2 separate regions of the Sus scrofa genome follow, and region 1 is linked to region 2. Evidence: chromatin contacts called from public HiChIP or PLAC-seq data. All regions are on one chromosome and are shown on one strand. Each heading gives the region's core, a stretch centred on a gene start, on an enhancer-like site or on the middle of the called end of the contact. The rest is flanking DNA. Distances are from core to core; before and after follow the strand shown.

Evidence for each region. HiChIP or PLAC-seq counts read pairs in DNA pulled down with a chosen protein or histone mark.
Region 1: a contact with region 2 is called in an H3K27ac HiChIP or PLAC-seq map of alveolar macrophages. The contact joins the promoter of RXRA here to the promoter of WDR5 in region 2. A contact is called at or near these places in 1 of 5 promoter capture datasets (liver) and 2 of 2 datasets of contacts at active chromatin or transcription factors (alveolar macrophages and skeletal muscle).

Annotation. Positions count from the first base shown.
Region 1 is chr1:273,696,146-273,703,046 of Sscrofa11.1, reverse strand. RXRA (retinoic acid receptor RXR-alpha) reads right to left here and starts at 4,205. Exons shown (of 10, transcript XM_021071603.1): 1 at 103-4,205.
Region 2 is chr1:273,556,039-273,562,953 of Sscrofa11.1, reverse strand. WDR5 (WD repeat-containing protein 5) reads right to left here and starts at 2,680. Exons shown (of 12, transcript XR_002338163.1): 1 at 2,560-2,680. LOC102160100 (a long non-coding RNA gene) reads left to right here and starts at 2,784. Exons shown (of 2, transcript XR_002338154.1): 1 at 2,784-3,234; 2 at 3,836-4,511.

The sequences.
Region 1 (6,901 bases), core at 2,956-5,455, 140 kb before region 2:
TAGTCCTCTGCCCTGACTTCTAAATTCATGACTCGTTTGTTTAAAAGCGAAAGGAAGGACGCCTGACCCTGCCGCTGCAGTTGGGGTTCGGGTGTGAGTTACCTGCGCGGAGCAGAGCCTCCTGAGCAGGCGCAGCCCAGGCGCCAGGCTGTGCTTCCCTCCTCACCCCACCCCTGCCCCGCCCCACCGCTTGCTGCCATGGGACACCTATATTCCCAAAGGTGAACCTGTGGTGATCCAGGCTCCAGGAGGCAGGGGGGCGTCCCAAGGTCACCCAGCTGCCAGGTGGGGGGTGGGGGGGCCTCTAATAGGGAAGGGGGTGATGACTGAGAGCGGGTGGCCATCACCGCTGCCCAGGGACCACCACGGCTCTTGGCAAGAGAGGAAGTCCTACCTGCCACCTGTGAGACCTGGAGAAGCCTCATCACCCCTCTGGGCTTCACCTGCCCTCTGTGGAATGGAGGAGCAACAGGACCCCTCCCACCGGGCAGCCAGGAGTCAGATACCACCAGGGCCACTGAGACCCCTCCAGGAGGAAGACCCCAGAGCCACCTGGGGCAGGAGCAGGGGGGAAAGCGCTGGTTGGGGAGCCCTCCCTCCCCCCGCACAACCACAGGTCATGGCCCAGGCTTGTCCTGTCCTCCTGGCTTCTGCTTGACCTGTGCTCCCCTCCCCCACTCTAGAAGGCCTCCTGGTTGCTGGATCCTGGGCCACCTGCCCACTGCGCCCGGTCCACCACCATCCCCTGCCCCAAGCAGCAGCCTATTTAATTGTGGTTCTCATCCACTGTCATCACAGCAAACCCACTCCCCCCTTTCCAAACCACGGCCACCCGATTCTAAACCTGGTTTCCTCCTGCCAGGGCTGGGGGCTGGCAAGCATGCAGGAAGGAGCAGCCATGGTGCTGACGTCTGGGGAGAAAGCCCCACTTCGAAGGCCTGTCTCCAGCTCCTCTGGCACGGCCCTTCGCGTGTGCACCCATCGTCCTATCCTGTCCTCCTGACCTGTAGCAGACCTCGCCTCTCCTGGCAAGGAGGAGGCCAGATGCCCTCACCACTCGGCCGCCCCTCTGGGCATAGGTGACCCGGAGCCATGGCACCCACTTCTTTGCTGATCATCCCAACAACCTGTGGGCAGCGGGCACTGCCATTCCACCTGGCTGGTGAGGACAGCAAGGCTAGGAGAGGGGACACCGTGGGACACGTCACTCTGTGGTGAGGGGGGAAGCCAACCTTTGAGCCCAAGGCCTGTCCTTGGAACCTCTGGGCCACCGAGGGGTAAGTTTGCCCAGGCCTCAGGGGTCCCCAGTGACCTTCGATGCAGCACTGCCTTCCTGCCCCACCCCGTGGGGACAGGCCATCCATGCTGTGTCACCCCAGGTCATGAGTGGAGAAGGCGAGGCTGTGTGGGTGGGGGTGAGGGGGTGAGAGAAACGTGAGTGGTCCCCATGTCCAGTGCCGTAGATCAGTCAGTCATTCGACAAACATCTGCTCAGCGCTCACCACGAGGCCAGACCCTGTGCTCGGGCTGGGTCCTTGGGTGGAGGTGTGGTCCCAGCTGGACGGGCGTGGATGGGATCCCAGCTCTGCCTCTCACCAGCTGTGTGGCCCGGTCCGTCACTCCCTTCTCTGTGTCTCAGTCTTCTCATCTGTGAAGTGGGCATGGCCACCCCCTCCTGCTGAGTCACGGAGGTGGCTCATTGAGGTCATACAGGCAGAGTCTGGCCTCAAGGAAGAGGAGCTCCGTAAGTGATGCTGCGACCACTGCTGTCATCGCTGGCTTAGGCCCCTGGGAGCCCCAGCGCAGAGGGCAGGTAGGACACGCCCACAGGAGCTGCTGTTTGAGACGGAGAGTCACGGGCAGCCCGGGAGTGGGAGAACAGTGACCGGAGGATGAGACGTGTCCAGCCAGGGGGCCTGGACAGCTTCTGGGCATGGCTGGTTCCTGAGCTGGGTTTCGAAGGAGGGAGGTTTTCATCAGATAGAAGCAGGGCTGAGAGCACTGCAGGCAGAAGGACCGGCATGAGCAGGGCCCGGAGGTGGGAGGTAGTCGGCACGTCGCAGGAACAGCCCGTTCAGCGGGCAGGTCAGAACACGCCGGGCAATTGTGGGAAAGCTGGTCCTGGAGGCCTCGAAGGCTGAGCTCAAGCATCCAAAGTCACCTGCTTGAGACAGTGGGTTGCCTGGGACCTGGGCGCCCAGCCCCACTCCTCCCACCCCTGGCCACGGAAAACTTGAGACTCCATTCGGAACTGTTGGCGCCTGGAGCCAGGGAGCCACACGCAGGCGGATCCGCTGAGGATGCGAGAGGGGGCCTCTATTCCTCAGAGACCCGCGAAGGCGTCCCCCAGCCCCAGCCTCTCCCAGGGCTCCAGGCCGCGGGCACAGTGGGGCGAGCCCGGAGTCCAGAGCCCTGCAGACCTGGCTCCAGTCCAGCCTCAGGGCCTACAGAGGCTCAGCCTCGCCTCCCCATCTGCGGAGGGGCGGGGGGCAAGGGTGCTCAGAGAGCCGGCCGGCTGGGACCGGGAAAGGGAGCCAGCTGCAGGGGAGGCGAAGGCCCCGCTCCCTGCTGGCAAGTGTGCACGCTGTGTGCTATTCCTAGTCCTCGCTCTCCCCTCAAGCTGGGGCTTTTTGGTGCGAATGATCCCACAGGACACCGCCCTGGACGGTGGCTGCCCCATTTGGAGACGCCAGGCCCAAGCTAACCATGGAAAAAACCGCCCCCAGCCTTCCTGCCATGTGCTTCTGCAGCCAAAAATATTTTTATAGTAATATCCATCTATTTACAACCTGGGATCTGAGAGGGTTTTGTTTTTTGTTTGGCTTTTTTTTCCCCCTGAAGGATGCTTTTTAAGGTACTTTGGCCTCTTCCACGCGCCTGTCTCAGCTCAGTCTTGTAAACAGTCTCCGGAATCGCTTGGTGAATAATATTTTTAAAGGCCGGTGTCTGCCAGGCTGGGGCCCCCGAGACTGGCGTCTGGGTGGACGGCTCCCAGCAATTCCAGGGGCACCAGGGGGCACCTTGGCGCTTCCGGTTCCTTCCCCCAAGGGAAAGTCCGTGGGATTCCAGCCTGGCGACCCCTGGGATGTCACAGGGGTTTGGGGCCCTCAGCCCTCATCAAGCAGGGAAGAGTCTTCCAAGACCCCCAGCCCAGAGGCCCTCTTGGGGGTGACAGTCTCTGTCCCTGGTGACGGATGAGTTGAGCTGGGGGAGGGGTGGCGGGTGGGGATGGAGCCCAGAGAGGCAAAGGCTGGCCGAGCCCACGTGGGAGGCAGATGGAGCTGGCCGGAGTCCTGGCCTGTCTCGCCGTCATCGGGGGGGGGGGCACCAGGAAGCTGCCTGGCCACACTCGGCCTCCAGTCTGTTGTACTCGGAGAAGGGGGGGGACACGCGGGGGAGGAGAGGACGCCCTCTGTTAAATGTCTGCAGCCCTGCAGGACCTTGACCGCAGCTCCCAGACCTGAAGGACAGCTGGCCCTGCACCCCCAGCCCAGTGCACAGGCCAGAGAAAGGTTGGGTTCCGTGTGAATCGGGTGACCTCAAGGCAAGCAGCTTTGCTCCATCACGAGGGAGCCTCGTTCCAAACCTCTGGGAGCTGAGGGCGGTTTGGCGCCCCGGCTCCTGTGGGACAGGCCCAAGGGCATAGGGGCTGCTTTGTGGACAAAGCCCAGGATTTCAGGGCGGCTCCAGGCAGGAGCTGGTGGGTTCCCTCCAGAGGCCTCCAAACAGATGGTCCTGCCAAAACCCCAAGGCCACCTAGAAGGGGTCATGGATGCAGGGGCGGGGAGCGGCTCGGGGGTTTAGAGGATGCCAGGGGGCGTCCAGCGAGCCCGGGGTAGCAGAGAAGGGACCTGCCACACACTGCCAGCTCCACCCCCAGCTCTGCCGACGGATTCCTGCCTTCCCGTCTCACAGAAGGCGATGCTGAGGCTGAGGGGAGCCGTGACAGGCTGCAGGTCATGCAGCAGCTCCAGCGCCGAGGTCAGCAGAGTCACAATCGAGGTGGACGGTCCGACCCCGTAGGGACAAGCACCCACTTCGGCCTCCTGCCGTCAGAGAACGGCTCCACCTTCAGGCTCCCCACCAGTGTGCAGGTGTTAAGACCAGAGTCCAGAGCAAGGGCCAGGCTGCAGACTGGGAAAACTGGGTGCTGGGGCAGGAGCCGGAACCGGGAGGCCAAGCCTGGCTCCGCCACCGACTCTCACGTGGTCCTCTCTGAACCTCAGTCTCTTCGTCCATAAAATGGGAGGAAAGAGCCAGCTAATCACAGAGGTTTTTTGTTTTGTTTTGTTTTGTTTTGTTTTTTTCACATGAAGTAAGAACCTATCAACAGGGACCTCAGTGTTAACACATCCTGGGCGCTGAGGAGAAAAGCCGAAGCCAAGAATCCCAGCCTGGGGCACCGATCCCGTCCCCAGCCTGGCTCTGATGACGGCTCTCCTATCCAGACGCCGCCCACCAACCCAGAAGATAATGTGTTTTATCGGGGCCATTTATTATCGACAATTGCTGCATAAATCTCCCCGAATCCACATACATATACAGAAGAGATGGATAAATAAGACGGGCCGAGCCGCCGTGCTCAGTCTCACTGATGTAGTCTTCCTGCCCCCATAAAGATAACGGGAGATGATTCATAATATTTATTTGACAGACATGATATGAACCGTAATAGCCTGTTGGGATTAAAAATATCCGTACGTCTCTGTCACCCACCGGCGTGGTTTAAATATTATGTATGTGGCCACTGCCGCAGCAGGGCGATGAGAGCGGTTCTTGATAGCGGCCATCGGAGGAGCTGTTCCACGTCGAGCAACGGGGAAGTTACAGAGGGGCTGGCCCCTTGCTCCCTGGGCTGGCGACCGCGGGCCCCCCAGCCCCAGACCGGCCAGCAAGCGGGGTAAAGGCGGCCTGGCACACACTCTCCTGCGGCCCTTGGCCGGCGGGTCCAAGGAGGGCCTGGACTCGCTCCAGGCCTACAGCTTGGGTCTGATGAAGCTGCCCTTCCACAGGGGGGCCCCTGCAAGGCCCAGGCCTCGCACTCTCTGGCCAGAGCCCCCCATCTGGTCAGCCTGTCCCCTGCCTCCCTCCACCCAGCATAGAGCGCCCGTCACTCATCAGGTCCCTCCCAGCTTAAAACCCTTCCCTGCTCCCCATTGCCCTTGGGATAAAGTCCAAACTGCTGAGAACACCGGCCGGGCCCTGCCTCCCTCCCTCCCTGAGTCATCTCCCTCCCCGCGGGCACCCAGCCCTGCCCACAAGCCACCCCTGTCCCCGGGACAGACTGCTGCTCTGGACCGGCTCCACACTGGCCACTCCACATGCCACGGGAAGGCCCAGCCCCTACGTGGCCCCGTGGGCAGCTGGCTGACCAGCCCCGAGCCTGGCCGGGGCTTCCTGAGCCCAGCGGCAGCTTGCACCCTCTGTCCCTCTGTGAGGCTCCCCCCCAGCCTGTGAGCTCTCCAGAGCTGGGGACCAGGGGATGGGACACCAGCACCCAATTCTTCACCCGACATATGATGGGAGCCCCGAGGGGCCTGGCTCCTGCCGCCACAGCAGGGTTCCTCTCCAGGCACCAACGGGGCTCTCAGCATATCCCCGTTGATACCCCAGGTCTTCTGTACTGAGAAGCACTTCCTTCCTCCCAGGGCTTCGGTTTCCGCATCAGCGCCATGCGTCTTCGGCCCCTGAGCCAGGCTTGGACACCGCGGAGGCCTTGGAGGCTCTGCCTCAGGAGGAGCCCAGAGGCCTGGCCCTGAGAAGACCTCCGGGGGGTGTCAAGCCCCCTCCACCATCACCCCATCTAGTCCCAATCCCTGGGCCCCAGCGCGCCCTTCGGGGGGGCCATCCCCAGGTTGATGACAGGCTTTGTTCTTCTCACTAACCGGAGTCCCCGTTCCCCAGAGGAGCCGCTTCTGAGCGCAGAACCTGCCCAGAGAGGAGGGGCTGTCCTGGAAACGCGGTCGCCCAGGAGAAGCCCAGACCCCCCAGCCTGCAGCTGGCGCGGCCTCAGCACCCTTCCTCCCCCAAGGGGGGGGACGCCACCTTCAGACCAGAAAGGTGAGCCCCAGGCCGGAGCATCACCGATGAGCCAAAGGGAACAGCAAGTTTCCTCGGCCGCAGGCACCGCCTGGGCCTTCAATTTCCCCTTTGGGGGAACCTGCCCCTCCCCCGACCCCCAGTCCACGCGCCCTGCTCCAGGCAGCGCTCGCCATGTGTGGGCTCCTGCCAGACCTTCCACCAATACCTTCCCAGAACAGGGGGTTCAGCTGCGTCGTGGCAACCCGCCAGGCCTCCCTCGGGCTCCCCACTCCACCCCCAGAGCCCCCGGGCCGTGCGTGCAGAAGGCTGCCCTCACCTTGCCCCCCACACTGGTCCCTCCATCCTCGTGTCCCCCTGGGATGTTTCTCCCGGCCCAGGGCGATGGGAACAGGACCGGGATACCAGGCGCTCTCGGGTCCCACGCTGCTCGGGACCAGTGGCCTCAAGTGCGCTTTGCACCAAGGCTCTTTGCTCCGAGGCCCTTGATGCGGAGGCTGAAGGTGAGACAGGGGAGGGTCCCATGTCCCAGCTGAGGCCACCTGTGATGCTGGAGCCTGCCCCCCAGCCCCTGAGAGGCTGGACCAACCCCACCCCACCAAATCACAGACCCCCAAGTCCCAACGCCCCGGGCCTGCCCTGGGCCAGCCTGGAGGAAACAGCGCAGGTAGCAGTGCTGCCGAGCTTGGCTGGGCACAGCCTCCACAGTGACCGTCAGGGCACATCTCACGCCACGTCCCCAAGGCACAGCCGAGAGCCCCGGTGGCTTTGCAGAAGACGAGCTCACCCAGGCCTGGTCCCGGCATCGCCCAGTTTAAGCCTCGTGGCCGGAAATTTCCAGACCGTCCTAGTGTTGACATGG
Region 2 (6,915 bases), core at 1,431-3,930:
GGAGCCCATGGCAGGTACGGTCCCAACCTGAGGTTCCGGCCACCCTGACTGCACACTAACCCTGCAGGTACCGCGCTGCCCTCTGCCCTTCAGTGAAAGTGGCCAGAGACCCCGCCCTCAAGGGTGCTTCCTAGTTTGTCACCCAGAAGTCTGTAGAAATGCAGCACAGTCCAGGCAGCCAAAAGGCGGCTCCCTTCAAAGAGTCCCTGATACATTAAAGAAGAAACCCAATGGACCAAAGGCGTCTTGTCAGGAAACCAACACGCCAAATTACAGGAGACTGGGCTGCCGGGTGCAGAAGTTTGGAAACTCAGCCAAATCCTTAAATACATCCCAAGGGACATGAGAGCAGGAAGAGCCACATCTGAAAACACAGAAGCGGGGCCTGTGGTCCACACCTCCTGGGGAGGGGCTGCCAGGTCCCGGGTGCAGGCTGCAGACACAAGGCGGCTTCCAAAACACTAAGAGCCGAAAGCATGGCCAGAAAGCACAAACCAGAGCCGGCCCTGCCCACTGGGGTCCCCATGGTCCAGTCCAGCCCTCCACAGAAGCAGCCTAAAGTACGCAGATGCTATGCAAGCAAGACCCACTGCAGAGAAGGGGGAAAGAGGCAGCTCAATTAGGTTTCAGCATGAAAACGGGAACCACTCAAAAGCTGCACAGTACAACTGGCTTCCTCTGTCACAAGAATGGATTCTGCCACTGGGATACTTGGCACAGAAACACACCAGGTGATTCTGAAACAAGGGCAAGCATTATTCCAGAGCCGCCCAGACATCCCGCAAGTCCCACTGGCCAGCCACCTCCCGGAAGCTGGCACCACTGTTAACCTGCTGGGTTCACAAGCTGTACATTCTAGCTTGGCGCCTCAAACTGGAAGCTTGCACAGGTTTCTCGTCACACTGAGGCGGAGCAGGAGCCATCACCAAGAGCAAGTCCCAAACTCTCCCTCCAAGAAGATGGGAGAGAAAGGTCAACGCAACCCAGCTGTGCAGAGTGGCCAGAGCTGTGCGGAGGGGAAACAGCTGGTCACCTGAGCAAGGCTCCCTGCGCAGGGATGGAGCCTGCAGCACCCAAAGCTCAAGTACTGGGCTGGGGGAGGGCAAGGAAGGGGCAGGTCAGCAGATGTGTGGGGGCAAAGTGCTGGCACAGAGCTGGGGCTCAGGAAGCACTCGCCGCTTGTGACTGTCGTTAGTGCAAGCAGGCCGTGCCAATTAGCCCGGCACTGCCTGCCCTTTGCTGGGCTGGACAAGTGGGCCGAAGAGTCCTCTGCACAGAACTGAGCATCGGAGGCAATGAGACCAAGGCCAAGAGCTGCGAGAAGGCCCCCCCTCCCCCGAGCTAAACACGTGCAGGAACAGAAGAGGCTCTGTCTGGGGTGCGAAAGGGAGCACAGAGGCTTGAGACCCACCAGGAGGTGGGGCGAACTGGCTGCCTTCAGGTGAGGAGCGGGGGATCCAATAGGGGGACAGAAAAAGTGCCCCAGCCCTGCCCCACTCCTCAGCTAGCAACACCTTAACGTACAGAAATCAACCTTTAGAAATACGATTTCTGGACACCTTGTTTGGAGCCAGCCTCCCCAGCACCTGCGACTTGCTCCTTCTTGGCTCCCAGGTGAGTCTGACCACCTAAGGCTGAGCCTCCCAAACTTCAGAGTGCTCGCCTGGACTGCCTCGAAATGCAGATGCCTGGGCGCCACCCCAGAGACTGGGGCCAAGGTGTGGCGAGACAGGAGGTAACTGGCCCGCACAGAGTGAGGAGACTCGCTGCTCACCACCCCACCTGAAATCTCAGACATACCTGGGGTCCAGCTTACCCAGCTGCCTCTACCAACCGGGCCAACCTCAGGGGAGAGTGTCTAACTCAGTACTTGCCAGACGGGGGCTAAGGGACCTGAGCGGGTAGAAGCGGGACCAGAAGGCACCAGGAATGATCTTCCACATCCCCCAAAGTGGCCCTCGCGAGCCAGACTGGAAGGGGTCCGAGGCTCCACCGCAGGGCGTGGTGGGCCTTCCCTTCGTGACGGCAGCCCCGCAGCCCCGGAACCCCGAACTCTCAGGGAGCAATGGGGCCTGGGGCTGCCTCGGGCTGGGAGTACAGAGCGGGCTGAGGTGGGGGCGTCCCTGCAGCAGAGGAAGGCAGACAGCGCGCCACATCCAGGCACTGGATGGCTCTGGGGTCTGGGGTGCTTCTCTGGAGGCAAAGGGGTCATGCACGCCGGCTCCAGAAGGAAGTCGCAGTCCCGGGGCTGGGGGCTCGTCACCTGACCGCTGGGGGCGGGAGAAGCTGGGGGTCCCAGGGGCTCCGCGGCGGTCCGTGCGAGTCCGTTTGCGGAGGGGGCTGGGCGCTCGGCGGGGAAAAGGGCAGCCAAGCTCGCGCCCCGGAGGCGAAGCGGCGGGCGCGGGGCGTCTGCGCCGGGAGGCCCGGCGGGGCTGAACCCGGGCCGGGGCCGGGCCCGCCAGAACACGTGCCGCGACGGACGGCGCGGGGTGCGCCGGCGTCGACCCCCAGCCCGCGTCCCCCCGAAGCGTGTCCGCCGGCCGGGCGGCCCCAGCTTACCTGCCGGGCGGCGAGGGGCTGAGGACGGGCGCTCCGGGCGTCGCGTCTGCCGCCGCCTGGGCGGGAGCCGGGCCGAGCTCGACTAGGCGGCGCGGCGAGCGGCAATGCGCGTGCGCGGGGGCGGGGCGAGAGGGCGGGGCAAACGCACAAAGCCGGCCTCTCGGAGGGGAGCTACGGGGAGCGGCGAGGAGCAAAACGCCTCGGCTCGGCTCAACGCCTTAAAGGGACAGTGTGCTCCTGCTTAAAGGCGTTAACCCGGGAGGTGACAGGTTCCGGCGGTCCTTCTGCGGCGGCGCCCCAGGGAGGAGTGGAGTTCCGCCGCCGTGGAATTCAAGCGGCGGCGGGGCCCCAACCTTTCTTCTGACTTGGGGCATCTGCGGGGTCGCCGCCCTCCATCGTCGCGCACACTAGAGGGCGGCGCTCTGGGCAGAGCCCTGGGCTGAGCGTCTTCATCAATGTTTGGGACGTCCCGGTACAGAGGCCCTCACCTTCCAACTGTGAAGCGAGGAATCTGAGCTCCGAAGTGTTCAGAATGCCCTCTCCCGGGGCTGCGTCCTCTGCACTCTGCCCATCAACTCCCGCGCAGGGCCGGCGGAGGGGTCTGCCCGCCTCTCGCCTCTCGGTGCAGGGAGCCCACCGGGCGCACCTGCCCTCTCCTGAGCCCCCAACGCCGAGGTACGAATAGTCACCGCGTGCAGGCTGCTCTGCTGCCTGCAGGGTGATGGCCCAGACAGGTATTATAACTTCCATCTGCAAGTGGGGAGGGGAGGCCCAGAGAGGGACGGCTCAGGGGCACAAGGAGATCCTGGAGCCTGGGTTCTCACCCCAAATCCTGCACATTCTCATCTCACTGCCCCACTTCTGCTACCCACGTGGGTCTTAGAGTCGTGGAGGTGGTCGTGGGCTAGGCAGCCTCACGGCCCCAACCCAGGCCCGTGGGTAGAGTAACACAGTTTATTTCCCAATTAAAAATGGGAACACTTAGGAGTTCCCTGGTGGCCTAGCGGTTAGGGCCTCAGCGTTGTCACTGCTGTGGCGAGGGTTGGATCCCTGCCCTGAGAACTTTTGCATGCCATGGCTCGGCCAAATTAAAAAGGGGGGGGGGCGCCGAACATGACACAGGAACCTGTGCAAACAAGGACAGAGCATTTGAAGTGGAAAGCCTCAGGGAATACTAGTGTGGTTGTCACAGATACAGGAGACAAGGCTGGCAGCTGGCCCAAGATCCCTTCCAAGGAGAACGCAGGGGCCGCAAAATCCCTGTCTGGCCCTGCAGGACTGGGAGTGGATCTCTGTGCCCAGGAGGCCTCATCGCCTTGGGTCAGGTGTCCTGGAGCAGGAGACGGTGACCACCAAAGGTGACCAAGCCAGCTCAGGATGAAGAAGAGTATCTGCATCCACCTGCTGCCTGGCCCCAAGCACAGCCCGTTTCATCTCTGTTGATACACCCCATCACCGCTCCCATAGTTCTCACAGGCAGCCATCCTCTTCTCACCACGCCTACCCCAGTCCGGCCTCCCTGCGGGCCTTTTCCAAACCTCTCTGAAGCAGAAAGGACTTCGAAACCCCCAGCGCTGACCCGTCATTCCCCAAGTCGAGACGCAGAGCTGGCTCCCCATTGCCCTGAGTTCCAACTCCATCTCTGCCCCGGGGCATTTGCCAGACAGGCCGCCCACCCCCGCTGTAGCCTAGCACCACCCCCAAACGGTGCAACCAGCTTCCAGCCCCCAGTCGAAAGGACTTCCTGACCCTGGAACTCAAAAGTCAAACCAGGTTCCCAGGTAAAATGGTCTTGCATTCCCACCGCTCTCTGCCCCACCCAGGCTGAGCCTTCTAGTGAAAAGAAGCTCTTACAACTCTGTTGAGTATGTTTGCACATCGCTAGTCATAGCTAACCTCCCGAAACAAAGCAACATGGCAGGTAAAGCAATTTAACAAAAGCAGATGCTTTTCTTTATTGTCTGAGTTTTAAATCCTTTTATATCCCTCCCCAAATGCGGTCAGGCTCAGAAAAATCACAGGTAGAAAGGGCAGAGAGAATGAAAGCTAGAGGAGGGAGCTCCCATCGTGGTGCAGTGGAAACGAGTCCGACTAGGAGCCCTGAGGATTTGGGTTTGATCCCTGGCCTCGCTCAGTGGGTTGAGGATCTGGCGTTGCCATGAGCGGTGTGTGTGCGTACATCGCAGACGAGGCTTGGATCCTGCATGGCTGTGCCTGTGGCATAGGCTGGCAGCTGTAGCTCCGATGTGACCCCTAGCCTGGAAACTTCAGGTGCCGTTCTCAAAAGCAAAACAAAATCAAAACTAGAGGAGAAATCATTTTGGAGATCCGTTTTTTAGAACATTAACTACGCTTTGCCCAATGGGAGCCAGTTGGCAAATGAACCTGTTTCCGTGAACAGTTTTTATAAATACACTATTTCTCTAGGCAGATGATAGGAGCATGTCTGGGTACCCTCCCCCTTCCCCCAGATCCCTCCACCAGGCCACAGCCAACTTCAGTCCTCGTGGGAATCCTTCCCCGCCCCCCAAAGCTGGTGAGTCTTCCGGGCTACATTTTCGTGGCTCCCAGCTTCTCTGAAGGGGAAACACATCTTTCCTTGTAATTCCTGGTCCAGTGTCTCCTGGCTGAGCTGGGTTGGGCGTGGCAGGTGGCCCTGGATAAGCGGATAAGCGGGGGAGCTTCAGTCTTTCGTCAGCTTGTTACATGTGTTACCCTTCACAACAAGCCTGTGGAGTGAGTGCCTTTATTCTTTTCGCAAGGAGGAAATAAGTGGAGAATGAGAGAGGTTGCAAAGCTCCCCAAGGACCCACAGGCAGCAGACCCAACCACAGAAGTCACCACTGGCAAAGACAGAGGCTGCACTCCCAACCAGACTACGTAATACACCCTCGATGGTCTTACAGGACGGATGGACGCACCCACGGACGGGGCGGATGCACGGATGCACAGATGGATGGATGAAAGGCAAGACAGCAGCCTTTGTCAATCGGAGGGTCTGTGGAAGCGGCAGAGCTGAAATTAAGAGCATCACCTTTTTTAAAACTTTTTTAAAATGTCTGCCTTTTTAGGGCCGCACCCGCGGCATATGGAGGTTCCCAGGCTAGGGGGCGAATCGGAGCTGCAGCTGCCAGCCTACACCACAGCTACAGCAACACGGAATCCAAGCCACGTCTTTGACTGACACCACACCTCATGGCGAGGCAGGATCCTTAACCCACGGAGCAAGGCCAGGGATCGAACCCGCAGCCTCATGGATATCAGTTGGGTTTGTTAACTGCTGAGCCATGACGGCAACTCCAAGAACACCACCTTCTGATAGGACTCAAAGCTTTTGAAAAAGCGTATTTTGTCACGTAGTGATAAATATTGCATCAGGGACAGAACTTGATCAGGGCTTGCCGGGAGGTGACAGAGGAACAGACGACGTGGGGGGGAAGCTCTGACGCTCTGCAGGGCAGGCAGCGAGCAAGCTGGGTGGGGGACACCGGCTCTTTAATGGCCAAGCCCAGGGTTTTGGATTGCCAGGCAGTTGAGAGAGGGTCGGAAGACGCCAGATCCTAAGGTCTCCAGGCGCTGCACACAAGACTTCCCAGCTGGATGCCCACGCCCCCCACCCCCACCCCCGCTGCAGGGGGCTGCTGACACTGCCGGGAGACCCCAAGGCTCCTGCCAGCCGAGGTCAGTGGGTTTTGTGTTCAAACTCCTTTTCCCCTGGTAGCTACGCCAGGCAGCTGGATCGGGGGGGGGGGGGGGGGGGGGGGGACTCTGCTCCCCCTTCGCCCACACCTGCCCGTGGCCCATCAGGACGGACGGGTGTCCCCACAATCCCCCAGGGCCCAGCAGGCCTGCAGCTCTGCCATCCAGAAAGCCACTTCTGACTGTGTCATCATCCTTCTCCTCTTCCCCTGGCCTCGGTTTCCCAGTTGAAGCGGCAGAAGAAACAGGAAGCTCTTGACACTGATGTTGAGGTTTCTTCTGCTGTCGAGTTCCCTCCTCCACGGCCTTCGCCCAGCGTGGACCCCGGCCCCTGGTTCCCTACTCCCTCCCACCCCTGCGTCACCTCCCCTGGGAGACTGCCCAGCCAGTTCGCCTGGCACTGTCCTGTTTTAGAACCGAAAGCCCTCGTCGCTGGCAGCCCCTCAATCCCAGAGAAGCCAGACAGTCACCCGAACTGACCTCCACCTCCATCCCTACTGTGTGCTCCCGGAGCAGGGCCGGCCCTTCGGGGTGCAGGTGCCTGCTCGGGGGAGGCACACACAGTAGGTGCTTCATCGAGACCCTCCAAAGAATCGCAATCTCGGAAGGTTCGCTTTCACGTCCTGTTGGATTTAAACCTAAGCCATTTCAAAGTCC